Linked DNA regions of Mus musculus: region 2 is linked to region 1. A link is a contact called in public promoter capture Hi-C data. All regions are on one chromosome and are shown on one strand. Each heading gives the region's core, a stretch centred on a gene start, on an enhancer-like site or on the middle of the called end of the contact. The rest is flanking DNA. Distances are from core to core; before and after follow the strand shown. Region 1 overlaps Dst (dystonin). Region 2 holds the start of Ptpn18 (protein tyrosine phosphatase, non-receptor type 18).

The links. Promoter capture Hi-C pulls out the DNA fragments that hold promoters and counts their contacts.
Region 2: a contact with region 1 is called in a promoter capture Hi-C map of second pharyngeal arch cranial neural crest. The contact joins the promoter of Ptpn18 here to the enhancer-like site in region 1. A contact is called at or near these places in 8 of 39 promoter capture datasets (the C10 cell line, the HPC-7 cell line, cranial neural crest and 4 more), 3 of 484 Hi-C or Micro-C datasets (the HPC-7 cell line, nephron progenitors and rod photoreceptor), 10 of 115 datasets of contacts at active chromatin or transcription factors (bone marrow-derived macrophages, craniofacial prominence, embryonic basal ganglia and 5 more) and 4 of 9 other capture datasets (adipose tissue, embryonic stem cells, liver and 1 more).

The regions. Positions count from the first base shown.
Region 1 is chr1:34,234,386-34,238,400 of GRCm38.p6, forward strand. The region is part of intron 60 of Dst (dystonin); the gene reads left to right. Among named protein-coding and RNA genes, the nearest start is that of Gm26788, 58 kb to the left of the region's middle. Within about 2 kb of position 2,201, at least 239 of the 459 cell types and tissues checked have an H3K27ac peak or open chromatin away from gene starts, as enhancers often do. A contact at or near this core is called in adipose tissue, bone marrow-derived macrophages, craniofacial prominence and 8 more, where this site is marked.
Region 2 is chr1:34,458,083-34,462,097 of GRCm38.p6, forward strand. It overlaps Ptpn18 (protein tyrosine phosphatase, non-receptor type 18), which reads left to right and starts at 1,664. Exons shown (of 15, transcript NM_011206.2): 1 at 1,664-1,834. The coding sequence starts at 1,742. It overlaps Gm32504 (a long non-coding RNA gene), which reads right to left and starts at 2,953. Exons shown (of 4, transcript XR_373299.3): 1 at 1,677-2,953; 2 at 1,339-1,581; 3 at 1-1,182.

The DNA of each region.
Region 1 (4,015 bases), core at 951-3,450:
ACTTGAGAAGTATGAAGTGACTGCAGTTGCTGTTGTTGAGTTAGCTCTGGTGGCAGTCCGTCCTGTCTGAGTGGACAGTAGGGCCTTCAGCTAGATCATCAGTAGACATGGCGGGGGTGAGGCTGCATGTGGAAAATAGCACTGTGGCTTTATGTGTGAGCTGTCAGTGGTGGTGGCAGCTCTTAGGAAAACCCTCTTGCCAACTGAATTTTTCTATCCTGAAAAATGTGTGTGTGCTCTCACCATTCATGATTAGTGTTTAAAACATCGTAGTTTGTCCTGCTTTCTCCAGCAGTGGGAGTAGAACATAGAACAAATATGAGGTGAAAGTTGGGTCAACTTTTGTTCACAAACTTGACTTTTTATGTTAAATCTAGGTGTAGCTTTCCCTGTGGTCACAAGCAACACAGTTATGTGCATCATTGCTTAGACATCTCAACATACTACAAATAATACAGTCATTAACTCAGACCAGAATACAGTAAGCTGAAATCACAAAGATGCTAAGAGTTCACATTTACACGTAATCAGCTAGCTAGCACACATTTTCCCGTGGTGCTTCCTGCTTCCAAGCTGCAAAGGGCCCATTTTATTGTCTTTATTTCCCATTACACTCTAAGATGGGGTGAGTACAGTGATGATGTGATGTCATTTCCCCCCCTCCCCGGCTCTCACTTTGAATGCTGGAGTTTAGTAATGAATTATCTATGAATTTTTTTTCAAAATGCACTGCCTATCTGGAGCTAAGTTTACATGTTCCGCTCGGCCTTTCATAAGACTGGGATAATACTGTGCTAATTATTCAGTCTAAAGACGGCCGAGTTAGGGCCACTCTTTATGAATCATTGTGTAAGGACCTTAAACTGTCTGGAGAAAGGTACCCCCTCCCCCCCAGATTTCCTGGAAACTTTACCACTATTACTTTGGGTAGGTGGCATTCTGTGTTTCTAAGGTAGTGGGAGTGTGAAAATAGGACCCTTGATCTCTACCTCCTCCCAGCCTCAGAGTCAGTCCTGTGGTGACGTGGTAGCTGGGGCACATTCTGTGTGTGCTCGCACACCTGAGCATCACAGACTCGTGTGCCTGTTGAAACATTTCAGTTCTGGACCATGACGGTGGACGTCAGGGTCGCGATGTTGGTGGGTATTCTATAACTAATTTTTCTCTGTGAATGTCTGTAGACATGTACTTTTCAACTTAACGGTGAGCCCACGCTGAGCTGTGTGTAGTAATCACTGAATGTGAGTTCTGGCTGTGAATGTAGCTTACTTCAGCTTACAGGTTTATAAAATAACTTCGGAATGCTTAAGGTACAGAAGTTCTCCCACGACATTTTTTGTAAAATTACCCCACAGCTACTTTCTTCGCCGGAGGGTCAGGCCAGCCACATTTTGTTCATGAATGATTATGAGTTGTTTTTTTTTTTAAAGTCTGACTGCCTCTGTAATTACCTATTTTTCTGGCAGTGTTGCTTTATTTCATAAAAGAATGGATAGGGTTTATTAAATAATTCTTGTCATTTCTGCCAAAAAAGGCTAAGGTTTGGCTCGCTGAACTTTAAAAAAAAAAAAAAAACTGTTTTTATAAGAACATTTGTTGAGCAGATAAAAATCAGTATCTGTGACTTTATTAAATAACCAGTCTGTTTCGAGGCGTTCTGCTTGCCTGGGCCTTGCATTAATCTCAAGAGGTCTGCGTGAATATTAGTAACTACAAATATTCATGTCAGCAGTGTTGGGGCGAGGTACCCGTGGGGGTCCTTTAATGTGCAGACCAGTCAGTTTTGAAATTGGCCTTTAAAGAGAAATGATAAAACGCTCAACTTCAAAGTGAGCCTGTTGGCCCTGCTTAAACTGATTGGTGATGGCAGGAGAGTGGTTCCAGCTGAAGGACAGGGACCTGGCCACCCCCACCCCCACATCCTCCACTTTGAGTTAGCAGTCTGAGCCAGTGGTGGGAATGGCTGTTCCTGCGCTGCCCAGTGTCAGGTTCTGCTGCCGCTGCGCTGCCCCTCGGATCCCTCTGGGATATCTGAACCCAGCTGCCCTCTCCCAGATGCAGACCCCAGCCTGCTCCGCGCTGATGTCACCAAGCTGTTGCTTTACAGCCTCGAGGTTCCTCCCCCTGGAACCGCCCTGGGCTGGGGAAGAGGCCGAGTTGGGCAGGATGACTGTGAAGTTAAGTCACGGGAGGGCGGAGCGGAGCGGATCAGATCGATGCCGCCGGGGCTGGGTGTGCTGCGCGGCCCCGCTGCCCCGACGCAGCCCGAGCCCCGGCGGGAGCGGCCGCAGCCTGCCCGGCCATAGGGCAGCGGCTGGGGCTTCAGCTGGATGCCAACTGCCTGTGCCTCGGAGGAAGCCCGGAGTTTGAGCTGCAGCCGCCTCAGGTGGAATAAGCCTTCTTCAGGAAGATCAGATAAGAATCTTGGGGGAAAATTTTTATTTTGAAAGAGAAACTTGTTATAGTAAGCCATGCTTTTTGACTGTTTACTTTAATGGTTGCTGGATTTTAATGCCCCGGCTCTTTTCTCTTGGGTAATTCTGGATAACCTCAAAGAAGCTTAAGATGGGAAGAAAAAAACTGCCTTTTGGATCTAGCTTATTTATGTATGGCTCCTCCTCCCAGCTAAGAGAAAAATCTTAACTTTTTTACATCAAACGTAACTTATTTTTCTCCAAAGAACCATGCTGTGCCTTCTGATCTGAACAAGAAGCTGTTTATCTGTAAAGGACATGGAGTTTCGCAGTACATCTTTAAGTGGATTACAGTCAGCCAGAGTTCTGCCGAAGTTAACATCCAGCCTGTTGAACCGCTTGCTCATTTGGAAATTTTAATCTGGAAACCTCAAGCAAAATTAGAGTACAATGAGAAACGGACTCACAGCAGAGTCTCTCGGGCGTTGAAGCCACGGTTAGCTGTGCGCTTGTGTGTGTGTGCTTGGGGCTGATTAAAAGGGAGCATTCACGGAATTTCAGGAGGTGGAGGGAGCTGAATGCTCTGTCTTGGAGCACGTTACTTCTTAGAACCAGGTTAAAGGGTAGCTTCGTTTTCATAGATGCACTGCTCCTAACCGGCAGCACCTCAGGCAGGCAGTATGCCTCACTGTTTACCCTTTCTGGATGTGTCACGGCCCTGCTCACAGATAGACCTTCTTGGAAAAATGCTTCACCGAATTCCTTCCTCTCGGTGTCAAAAGCTGCGATATTTGTTTTGACTGTCTGCGAAATGGGGAAACCACTCAGCAGACCAGACTGTTTACGCCAGAACCCTCCATGCGTAGGGAAAGGCGAAGAGGAGGAGGAGGACCTGAATATCGAGGACTGTTACATCCCACAGAGGTCCATCTATGACACGGTGAGGCTGAACGAACAGATAGACTCCGGGTCCAAAGGCAGCCTGTCTTCTAGGCATTTCACAGACCGGACTTTACCCTACAGCCACAGGACACTGGACGTTAGCTCTCTGTGCTCCAATGGTGCCCTTTCTTCTTCCAGCATATTTGAGCTGAGAGGTCGGGAAACGAGCAAGCTAGATGAAAAGATGATCTTTGATGCCCTCAAACTAAACAGTGACGTCATTCGAAGCCCAGGTTTGCCCAAGCCCAAGTCTCAGGCAGAAAAGAGAGAGTACAGGAGGTCCTGGCGGATGTTTGTCCCTGCCAATATTATGGATTATGCAAACAAAAGCGAAAGTTCTTTTGTGGAGCCTTCAGACGCGTCAGATGCTGTCGCGAAGGCCAGCAAGTGCAGATGGGGTACCAACTCTCAAACTTCAGAAGAGGAGGACTCTGGCTTATGCAGCCCCCCAGCTGAGAAAGAAGAAAAGCCAGGCATTGTTAGCGGAGAACAGCCACAGATTAGAAGCCTGTCCTCTGCTGAAGACATTCATACCTCAGAGCAAGATAGGCCATTTTTTCCTGCTGATTCTGTCAGTGAACAGAAAATCCCACTGCTCTCTTGCAGAAGTGCCCACCCCAGTGACAACTTCCAAATGATTCTGCAGGATGCCTCTCCAC
Region 2 (4,015 bases), core at 414-2,913, 220 kb after region 1:
TTCCTTCTACCATGTGTGTCAGGGGATGCAGCACTTATTAATAGGTGTGGCTGCAAGACCTTTACCTGTTGAGCCATCTTACTGCCATCTTCCCCATTTCAGTGAAAAAGTTTTCATACTATCACCCTCATACTATCTGGCTGTTTTGCATTGCCACCACTGGCAGACCCACAGTGACGTAAGACAGAGATCTAGCGATAAAACCCAATAAAGTCTTGTCTGGCTTTTAAAGATGCTATCCATTCCTTCATTTAAACACTGTGATGACCAAGTTGACAGCCTTTTACCAATGATCCCACTCATCTTCCAGTGACTTAAAGCACTTCTTTTTTTGGTTTTTCGAGACAGGATTTCTCTGTATAGCCCTGGGTGTCCTGGAACTCACTCTGTGGACCAGGCTGCCCTCGAACTCAGAAATCCACCTGCTTCTGCCTCCCAAGTGCTGGGGTTAAAGGCGTGTGCCACCACCGCTCCGCTCAGCATGCTTAAAGCACTTTCAATTCGCCTTAGCCCTACTTTTGCACACGACCCCAAACGGATCTCCTCAGAGCCCTCCCTCAACAGAGAGTTGGCAATGCTTGAAATTCTTTGGTTCCCTTGCAGGTGGTGCTACTCCATCTGCTGAAGCCTGTTTTGGAAAGAACCCCCTTTTATTTTCTTTTGTGTGTAGGGAGATACACCCTCACTATAGAGCCTGTGTAGTTGTCCAAGGACAACACTCTGGAGTCGATTTTCTCCTTCCACCATGTGGGTCCTAGGTATCAAATCCAGGTTGTCATGTTTATTTAGTGGCAAGGCATTTACCTACTGAACCATTCCACCATCATTAAAACATTTTCCTTTCTCTCTCTCTCTCTCTCTCTCTCTCTCTCCCTTCCTTCCTTCCTTCCTTTCTTCCATTTTTTTTTTTAACTTTGAGACAGGATTTCATCACAAGCTAACTTTGAATTCACAATGTAAGCTAGGGTGACCTTGACTTTCTGATTTTCTTGCCTCCACCTTGTGAATGCTGGGACAGGCACTCTACCAATTCAGCTACAAACCTTAGCACGGCTCTTCTCCAGTCTTTAGTCTCCAGGACCCCAGGAGCTTCAGCATAAGATCTTCTTCAAACTCCTGAAGGGGGACGGAGTGAGTGTTGAGACCACTTTTCCTCCCAATGCCTCTCTAGTCTCTTCCTCCCTGAGGGGTATGGGTTAAGATCCACAAGTTAGGACTGAATCCTGGTGTCCCCGCTTTTCCAGCAGGTTCCAAAAGTGAAATCACACCCCCTACCCTCAGAAATAGGCCTTTTCCCAGAGCAAAGTGCAGGGAATATATTTATTCGAAGTCCCCGACCTCTCTCATATTCCGCTGTCGCACGACTGTGAACCTCAGCGCTCGCAGGACTCCGGAGCAACCTTGGGAACCCGGCCTGCGAGATTGAGAGCGCAGCCATCCCCCTGGAAAGGCCAATGGGACTGAGCGTTCCGTGCGGACTCCACCAGCTTCACGGCAGCCGAAGCACCCGAGGCGCCAGTGGGGAATTGCGGGACCCGCAGCTACTTGGACGGCCAGTTCGGCTGCGGTGGCAGCCAGCACCTATGGGCGGGACGAACGGAGTGAACTCCTAGTGCCATTGGCCGAGGAGCCTGCCAATTACCGGTCTTCATTGGCTGCTGGAATGGAGGCCCCACCTCGCAGTGGCTAAATTCTCGGAGTCGGATCACTCCTTGTGGGAGACCTCAGAGCGGGTCGCAGCATGAGTCGCCATACGGACTTGGTGAGGAGCTTCTTGGAGCAGCTGGAGGCCCGGGACTACCGGGAGGGGGCAATCCTCGCTCGTGAGTTCAGCGTGAGTGACACTCCAGCCATCAAGCTTCGCAGCCAGGCGCTCCCCACGGCTGTCCACCTGTGCAATATGAAAGCTCTGCCTTTTCCTCTCAGCTCCCGGGGCGTCTCCTCCCTCCTGCTCTCGGCTTTCCTCTTCCCGCACTTCTCTCACCCTGACTCTCCCAGCCTTCCGCACTTTGCCCACAGGTGCCCAGAGGGTGAAGACGGCTACTGTTTAGGAGGAGCCAGACACACTCAGGTGTCGGTGTCGAGCTCCCGGTGCAATCTTCTCCCTAGCGGGGCCGTGGCTTCCGCCGTGGAGGGAGGCAACACACCTGCGCTGGACTCGAGTCCCCAACCCGGGCCACTCCTGGGTCACCTTGTAATCCCAGGGAGGAAGTGGTTTGGGGCAGCAGAAAGAGGAACGAGGAAACTTGTAGCCTAGCCTAGGTTTCGCGTTACCAGTCTATCCTAGGGCTTTTCAGAACTGTGGCCCTGGGAGCTCTGACTTCATTTTCACCTGTTTTGAATTGTGAATGATAAAAGACAAGCCGGTTTGAAAATTAGGTGGTTTGGGTAGATGCACCTAGCACGCGTTGGGTATTCACTGGCTATATTAACTGTATGCACCTGCCTTTAACATGGTTTACAAAGGTTGTAAACGTTACCTCGGGCCAATCAAGCTTGTGAGAGCTACTGCCACTCAACAGCCATGGCACACAACATGTAATGACGTATTTTAAATAGAGTGACATGATCCAAATACGTAATACACTATCTCAAACTTAGAAATGTAAATGACAATGATATAAAAATAAGTGTGACATTAAATGATCACTTACAGCCTGGCATGGTGGCACATGCCTGTAATTCTAGCAGTTGGTAGCCTAAAACCGGGGGATAACCATGAGTTCAAGGCCAGCCTGAATTACATAATTTTGTGACCACTCTGGAATACTCTGGAGATTGTTTCAAAGAATGAAAAAGATAGTTTACACAGGCCAATATGTAAACCAGTAACAGTGAAACTCTGGTGGTGGTGCATGCCTTTAATCCTAGCACTTGGAGGCAGGGAAAGGAAGGTTACTGTAAGTCTGAGGTCAGTCTGGTCTACACAGTGAACTCCAGGACAGCCAGGGATATGTAGGAAGACCTTGTCTCTAAAACAATAAAAAAACCAACCAAACAAAAAAAATAACCCCAACTAACTAAATAAGCAAAACAAACAAACAAAAACCCAACAAAGCAACCAAACACCACAACAGATACAACAAACATTAATAAGAACCAAATTTATAGCAGGGTGATGATGGCACACACCTTTGATTTCAGCACTTGGGAAGCAGAGCCAGGTGAATCTCTTGAGTTCAAGGCCAGCCTGGTCTACAGAGTGAGTTCCAGGACAGCCAGGGCTACACGGAGAAATCCTGTCTCGCAAACCTAAAACCAAACCAAACCAAAAAACCCAAAAAGCAAGCAAACGAACAAACAAACAAACAAAAAACCCAAACCAAATGTATTAAGTTAGTAAGTAAATATACACACAAGCATATGGACAGGTTAAATGTGAGTCTAGATAATTTTCATATGTAAATGCTGTAACAGAAGAACTACTAGCATAAAGTATACATTTTATAAGCAAGAAGATATGCATAAACAGGAAGAAGGTGTCTCTGGGGGCTGGAAAAACCTGACCAACATAAGTAAACCACTTTGGAATGGTGGCCCAAACACAATGCCAGTCATTGCAAATATGAGCACCCGATAAGAGCGGTACTCTTCACCAGTTATAATAATGCAACAGCTATAAAGCACCTATAGCATCTTCCTACATGTTATACCTCATATCTATAGCATATTGTCATGCTGTACCTTGTTTAAAGTATTTTTAATTTTTATTTGGCGCATGTAGCTATATATGTATGTATGCATGTGTGTATATAGATACTCTTGGAGACTAGAAAAGGCTATTGAATCCCTGAAGCTGGAGGTACCAGCACTTGTGATCTGGCCAGTGCTAGTGCCAGGAACCAAACTTGGTTCTCTATAAGAGCAGAAAGCACTCCTAACCACTTAGCCATCTTTTCTAAGCCCTATTATTTTTTTGAGACAGGGTCTTGAGACAGGTTCAGGCCGGTCTTGAATTGAATATGTAGCCAAGGATGACTTTGAACTTGTTTAAATTATATGTGTGCACACATGT